Linked DNA regions of Anser cygnoides: region 1 is linked to region 2. Evidence: chromatin contacts called from public Hi-C data. All regions are on one chromosome and are shown on one strand. Each heading gives the region's core, a stretch centred on a gene start, on an enhancer-like site or on the middle of the called end of the contact. The rest is flanking DNA. Distances are from core to core; before and after follow the strand shown. Region 1 overlaps UVRAG (UV radiation resistance associated). Region 2 holds the start of WNT11 (Wnt family member 11).

What was found. A called contact is a pair of places that touch in the nucleus more often than the background predicts.
Region 1: a contact with region 2 is called in a Hi-C map of liver, with 3 times the contacts expected there. The contact joins the enhancer-like site here to the promoter of WNT11 in region 2. A contact is called at or near these places in 2 of 7 Hi-C or Micro-C datasets (granulosa cells and liver).

Annotation. Positions count from the first base shown.
Region 1 is chr1:210,182,306-210,186,150 of Taihu_goose_T2T_genome, forward strand. All of the region lies in intron 5 of UVRAG (UV radiation resistance associated), which reads right to left. Among named protein-coding and RNA genes, the nearest start is that of UVRAG, 25 kb to the right of the region's middle. Within about 2 kb of position 1,591, at least 1 of the 3 cell types and tissues checked has open chromatin away from gene starts, as enhancers often do. A contact at or near this core is called in liver, where this site is marked.
Region 2 is chr1:209,947,014-209,950,571 of Taihu_goose_T2T_genome, forward strand. WNT11 (Wnt family member 11) reads left to right here and starts at 2,257. Exons shown (of 7, transcript XM_066990016.1): 1 at 2,257-2,383. LOC125180517 (a long non-coding RNA gene) reads right to left here. Exons shown (of 5, transcript XR_010828467.1): 1 at 3,102-3,558; 2 at 1-134.

The DNA.
Region 1 (3,845 bases), core at 341-2,840, 230 kb after region 2:
AAGGGTCCAATATCGTACTTTGCCACGTCAGGCATAGCCACACAAATTCCATGAAATGCCACAAACTCTCAGAACTGGTTCTTCACATGACAAAGTGAATTCTAACTAGGTCAAACGAGCCAGCAGCATTGCCAGAGACTTAACGGATTGCAGAAAGAAGGCATTATTCAAGCATATGAAGCAGCCCCAGGTGGTACACATGATCAGCAAGCATGGTGATACGGATGTGCTCTGATATGACTGCAACAACCCCTACCTACGTATATTTTACCTGCCTCAACAGGCTGTTTCCATTTCAAGATGTTGAAATGCAGAGTCACATGTCAACATCTACTGACAACCGCATTAGCCACAGGCCACGCAGCTGACATGACTTCCCACCAAAAATAAGGCTCTACTTAAATAAATCAGGAGATCTATACGCTACGTATGAATCATATTGCAATAGAGGCACCGTATCAGCACTGCCTCAGCTCCTCAATCCCATTCCCAAGATGCTGGATTGATCTTAAATGCTGAAATCCATACATATATCCCCTAAAAAATCCCCAAAAGAAAGACACCTTAAACCCTGATTCAGCTAGGATGGTGGAAAACTGAGAACATTTTATATCATGAAGTCTATCTCATTTCATCAAACACTGCCTTCAGAAAGTGAGGCATGGCATTTTTTGGAGAAAACATGGAGTGGCCTAGAAGTTGCTGGGAGAAGAAAAGAACTCCAAGCAGCTGCATGTTTTAGCCTCTCCTTCTGCTGTAAGACTGTACTGAAAAACGCCCAACAAAGCAGATACAGAGTGGTCTATACAAACTATTCTACCTTGAGGAAATTCACAGAAGATGCAAAGGCAAGGTTTCAAACTTAGTTATCACAGAGGCTTACCCTTTAGAAGTGGAGTTTGTCTACTTTTCTGCTGCAATATTTATTACAGATACAGGCATGCCTATTTGTAAACACACATAAAAGCCTTGCTTCTGTAAACTGGCCAGGATCTAGCTGTTAAATATAGCCTGTGCAGCCTCTACCTGTACTGATGTAGGCCACGTGCTGTAGAGACAGATCACGCAGAGAGAGAGATCAGCTTTTCAAAGGTCTTACTGCTTGACTGCTGGAAAATGTAGCTACAGCTCAGTGTCCCTGGACTATAACTTACTGTTCTGTCTATCCCTGAGCACAGCCAAATGGTTCGAGTTATGGGGAGCTGTACAGACTAGCTCTTGCTTTATTTCTTTAAGGAACCAACAGAAAGTTGGTCAAAGTAAAAGCTTTACCTGCTTCCCTAAATGCACTTTCTGAGACGATATCACCGCAGGAGAGAGGGGAAGTCTTATAGGCTAGCAACAGTAAACACAAAATGGTTGAAAATTTTTGAAAGCCAGGAAGACACTGAGGAAAAGAGGAAGAAAAAGCTGGTTCTAGGAAAGCCAGTATAGCACCTAGACCTTACTTTGTTAAAGCTGGCCGAAAACCAGTGCTACACACAAACATTGTCTCAGATAAAACCAGAAGATTCAAAAGAATGCTTAAGGGTCTGGAATACTTTAAATCCAGGCTGACAGCTTCAAAGATCTGAAACTCACAACTATTTCTTATTCAGATGTTGGTCCAGCTCAAGCAAATCCTGACAGTTTCTCTGCATGATTATGAGGGAGAATGAAACCAATAATGAACAAGTGTTTTAACGGTCCCATATCAGAACCAAAGGAAACGGGAAAGCAGGAAAGGAGGACATGGCTGTTGCAAAAGAAACAATCTACTGAAGTCTTCTACCAAAATCACTGCACGATTTACTATGAAATAAAAAAATCTTGAACAAACACAGAAGTTGGAGGTACAATTAAGTGAGAAGTCAAATGTGATTAAGGTCAAAGCTTATTTGCTCGCAATAGCTGCTCTGACCTTCAGCACACATTCATTTACACAACCTCATTGTAAATGCCAGGAGTTATATGAGCTCTGAGAGATACCTACAGGGAAGAAGTAAAACCCTTCAGGGCTCAGAAGGCACACGGAAAGGCTTTTGTAACCTTATTTCCCAACCTTTTTCTCACTGTGGTCCAAGTATCCAGCGTTACAAGAAAACAACAGCTTGATTAAGAACATTACCCACGGAAAGTGTTTGTTTTCTCTTTGGGTACCAGGAATAGCTATGTTGCTGCTGGACAGAAGAGATGGGAGAATGGTAAAATTCCAAATCTCTATTACCAAGGATACAGAATTTAAAGGCCTTCTGACATTCAGTGGGGAAAACAAGTAAAGAGTCAGTGATATTATTGTAACAATGAAAATATGGTTCTTTTATCCCGCTAACACAACAAACGCTACACTGTAAGTGCCTGGTTTACCTACAATTTCTCTACCAATTCTACTTTGCTCTTTAATAGGACAGGAGCTTCCTACAGGCAAGAATTCTGAGCACACACACACGTATTTTGGAGGTTACATTATAAAAAAAAGTGGGCTTGAAGGTTCTAAACCACTAAGGTGCATCACCTAGTGAAGACGTAACCTTCCTTTTTCACTTCAAAGTTAACAACTTAGCAACTACAGCATTCCTACATGAGCATGCTGCTCTTGCTGTTTGATTACCAGGGATGCATCCACCTGATCAATACATCTCCAGCATTAAAATAGCTGTGACAATGCTTGTTGTTCCTGTCCTACTTCAGACTGCTCTGATATTATTTTTTCCAGGCTCCCACCTCTCACTATAAATAAGTGGCTAACACAGCAAATAGGAACTTGTATTTTAGGATCCAGTGGTGCTCAGCAGTACCTCCATAGTGCTTTTTGAAACACTGAGTTCATAAAGTCTCCAGAATGTTTCAGTCAGCTTCTAACAATTTCCTTGTTTTGGCCCTTAAGTGGTATTAATGAATAAAAAGGACATTTATAACCATAAAAACTTAGTTTCTCTATTAATAAAATGCACTTAATTGTAAGAATCCATAAGTCTAGTTTGGCTATTTAAATGGTAGCTCAAAGGATTATTAAATTAATTAGGCTTATTTGGAACAATGTGGGGAAAAAAATAAGCTAAGGGTACAATGCTATAACTTTATTCATAATGAGATGTGTAAGAACAGAGGACACATCCAACACTGACTGAAGCGTCTTTGTGTGCAGGGTTTTCATTAGACTTGCAAAATGGCATTTGTACACATCTATTTTCACAAGGCTTATTATGTGCCAGTGCAAGGAAACCCAAACTGCTATCCCATCTGCCTATTACATCAAGAATTTCAATATGAGGCTTATGTCTTGAACTATTATGAAGACCTAACCCCCCATCAAAAAAAAAAAATCCCAAGAAATCAGATAACACTGACACAGCCAAGCAGAAAAGTTATCACGTGCAGCTTCCACAGTGACAGAGCCACACACCTGAGACAGAAAATCCCTCCATACGGAAGGTTTCAGGTAGTGCTTTATACACAAGTCAGTATACCCACCAAAGTGAGGCTGTATAATATTTGGGATAACCAGCATCAATAATTAGGAAATTATAAAGCAAAAGAGATTAAGACAGAAGTACCCCTTAGGAACACAGAGCTTCTGAAGGTACAGGAAGAGTTAGCTTGTGCCAAGAAGTTTGGCTTGAACTGCAGACAAGTCACTTACATACAGGAGGTACATACTATACCAGAAGATATTTAGGTCGAGGAACTTACTAAAAGCAACCAGAAGCTCGAGAACAGGGTGACAAAATAAGTTACTAGCTCTTGCAGCTAGAATAAATTATAGGGAAGGACAGAAAAAAGAAGAGATGTGTTCTTCATGTGCTAGGACTGTACTTGCAACCTTGCTAAGAGCACATACAAGAACCAAAACGCACCTGGGAGCA
Region 2 (3,558 bases), core at 1,007-3,506:
TCCCATGGGGCTTGTTCAGCTGGCAGTCCTAAAAGCTTCCGGGAAGTCTCAGCTCCGGTTTATTTATGGTCGCACTGGTGTGGCCAGCTCTCTCCCACGAAAATCCCGTGGAAGATGGTGAATCCAGTTATCTTCTGCGGATGAAGATGGCAATATGTTTCACCAACAAACGCACTAGGAAACCTAATGAGTGCTAAACTTCTAGATTTTAGCCCTTTGCTTGGCACTCAGGTCCCATCAAATAACCCTCTACATGCACATAGAGGCAGCTCCCTATTTCCACTGTGCCCGCAAAGCATCCGTGTTTTGCCATCAGACCCCGATGTGTGCGTGAGCAGCAGGAAGCAAAGACCCTCAGTGGTTTAGCAATGACACCCACTACTCAGCAAAGCACTTAGAGCACAGCGTGTCACATAGAGATTAGGAGGAATTAAACACGTGCTGAAAGGTTTTGGCACATCAGAGCCCGGGGGCTTGTCTGTGCAAGACATTGTCTGAGATTAAAGGTTTGGGGTGGTTTTAAAGTCCCTAAAGCTCTTCCTGAATAACTCCCTATATGCATGTGGTTAGTCTAGTGCATATATCCCACACGATTTATGTATCCTATATAACTTTTCTCACTATTCTTCTGGTTTCGTACTCTTTATCCTACCTTTTGACCTTGTATGTCCTTCTGTCTTCATTGTTCCTTATTCCTGCCTCTACACCATCATCGCTGGCCACCCAGCTCCCATCGCCAATACCTAGGCCATGAAGGTGGGACGTGCCTTGCCGTGCTGAGTTCGCACAGCCCCTAGCACAGCAGGTGCCTACTGCAAAAACACGGGTCTTACAGCTACTGCTGTCTCCCACCTCTGCTCCTGTTGGTTAATAACAACTGCATTTTCCCCCAAAAGACTTGAAAAATTAAGGAGATTTGGAAAAAAGACTATTCATGGCGAAACCGGGGCAGAAAGCTGAAGTGTAAGAGATATTGCAGACAATTTCCCCATGTAAATGAGTCCTCGCTGATGAAACACATGGGGAGGAGGAGGAGGAGGAGCTCCTGGGGGGCAGTGGGGTGGGAAGAAGGTTGGGAAAAGGGGGGTCTCAGGAACTTTGAGCACTTGGAGGCATCTGTTACACATGGACAGATGCACACACTGCAGAGCTGCTGGCAAACTGGGTCTTACACAAACAATATAGGGCTTGGGGAATTTGGGACTGTGTATGCAGGGTTCTTTACAGCTCATGTAGGAAAGCCCATTAGCGATCCTTGTATATGAACACAATCTTTCCGGCACAAGGAGACATACATAAAAGTATTATCCCATATAAATAGCTTTTCCCAAAATAGACCTTAAGGAAATTTACTCTGAGTCTCTTGATGCTAGGATTAAAGCATTCATTCTCTTCTTTCCTTTCACCTGAAATCCATGATGAAGCAAAACGACACAGGTACTTTTGCAACTGGTGCCAATTTGTTCACAGGCCAGAGCTGACACAGAAGTCATAAATTCAGACCCATGAGGTTGAGAAGCCAGACGTGCTTCCTTTTCTTTCCCCCTTTTGTTTTTTTGGAGGCACGCAGTCATCAAGCCTCCATCGCTGATACAGGCATGAAAGGAAAAATCAGATCTCGGCATCTGAACTTTCCCCTGATTAAAGACAGATCAAAGCAGAGGAGGTTGTGAAAGCCGGCGGGACTCGGGAGGCAGGACGTGCGCCTGCCGCCGCGCTGCGACTGTGGCGGCGAGATTTCTTAGCCTCGCAGGAGAAGCAAATCCACCTGCCAGCCCCGCGCGTGAAAAGTATCTTTGTCCTTTAATTGGGACGGCAGCCTGGCGGCCCCGCTAATCATCCTCCGGAGAGGCCACGCTTCCAAGTTTCCGGTTGAAAACACCAGCTAGCCATTTCTGTTGCTAATCATTAACCGCTCAATTAAGAAGGAGCGCCCCGCGTGGCCCCCAGACCCTCGGAGGCAGCGGCTCCACCACCACTGAGGACCCCCCCCCCGGGCATCCCCCGTGACGGGGGGGAATCAGCTCAGAGGGAGGGCTCCAGGGGGTGCCCCCCAAGCCTCCACCTCCCAGCCTCGCGTGGAGGGTGGGAGTGGAGCCCCCACGGAGCCTCGCTCGCCCGCCCCCGGTCCCTACCCTAGGAGGGATGCGAGGGGCGCACGGCGCTCCTGGCCCGAGCCCTTTGTTATGCTAATCCGGGCTGACATCACGCCGCATATCAAAGCTGCGGGGACCGCATATAAGGAGGCTCCGCGGGCGCAGAGGCAGAGGAACCCCGGCCTCCGCTCTGCCCTGGCCTCTGCAGCTCCCGAGCAAACCCCAGTGCGGAGGTGAGGAGGGGGACGGATATGGGGACGGGCAGCGAGCCGCTGCCGGGACCCCCGGTAAGGGATGGGGCGGTGGACCCCGAACCCGTGGAGGGGAAAGAGTAGGGGTTGGGAGAAAGAGGGGCTTTGAGGGGTGAGTGGGGTGTGTGGGGGAGTTGGGGGATTTGGGGTTTGGAGGCTGCAAGGGAGAGGGGAGACCCAGGGCGGGCAAGGGAGAGGGGAGACCCAAGGGCTGCAAGGAACGGGGGAGACCCAGAGGGTGCGGAGGTACCGGAGACTCAGAGGCTGCAAGGGAGAGGGGAGACCCAAAGACTGAGAGAGCGGAGACCCAGGGGCTGTGATGGAAAGGGGAGACTTGGCAGGGCTAAAAAAAGAACGGGGAGATGCAGAAGTTTGTAGGGACATCTGAGATCTGGGTGCTGCAAGGGGAGACTCGGGGCTGCAAGCGTGAAGGGAGATGCAAAGGGCAGCAACGGAGAGAGGCGAGCGGGAGGCTGTGGGTTCGCAGGGACCCCCGGGGGCTGCAAGGGAGAGGGGAGATGCAGAGGGTTAAAAGCGAGGAGGGAGAGCCGGGAGCTGCAGGAAGAGGGGAAGCTGCATGGAGAGGGGAGATCTGGGGGCTGCACCAGCCCCACACCCCCTGCTCCCTCCCCCTGCTCCCCATCCCCAGCGCAGGTCGTGCGGGGATGCAGTGCCCTTAAAAGAAGTGGGTACAGGTGGGTGTCTTTCCTGCTTGGGTAGGGGAAGTTGGAAAAAAGGTGGGACGGATACTCACAGATTTACGTACAGCTCACATTGCCTATTCCCATCCCGGCACGGGGCTCTCGGAGGTGTCAGATGGGAGCGATTTCTGCGTGCAGGGAAGGTTTTCTGCACGCAAGAGCGGGGCTGGCTGCAAACAGCCCCGGGGTGGAGGGAGAAGGGAGCTCAGAGTTAAAAACGGCGCTGGTCTGGGGAGTCCGCAGGCCACTTGCTGCTGGTTTGATCGGTGACCCAGAGCTCTCCAGAGCTGTAAACATCACGTCTGCCCCGACGAGTCTCCCTCCTTCCCTCCCCTTGCAAATTCCTCTCGCAAATGTAACCTGTGCTGGAGCGAGTGGAAAAAGGAGTTATTGCCTCCCCAAATAACAGGGGCGCGATCGCTGGCCAAACTTGCGGCTCTTGGGTTGGGGGGGTAGATAATTTCCATTCCTTCCTGGAAAATAAAAAAAAAAAAAAGATTTTTTCTTGCA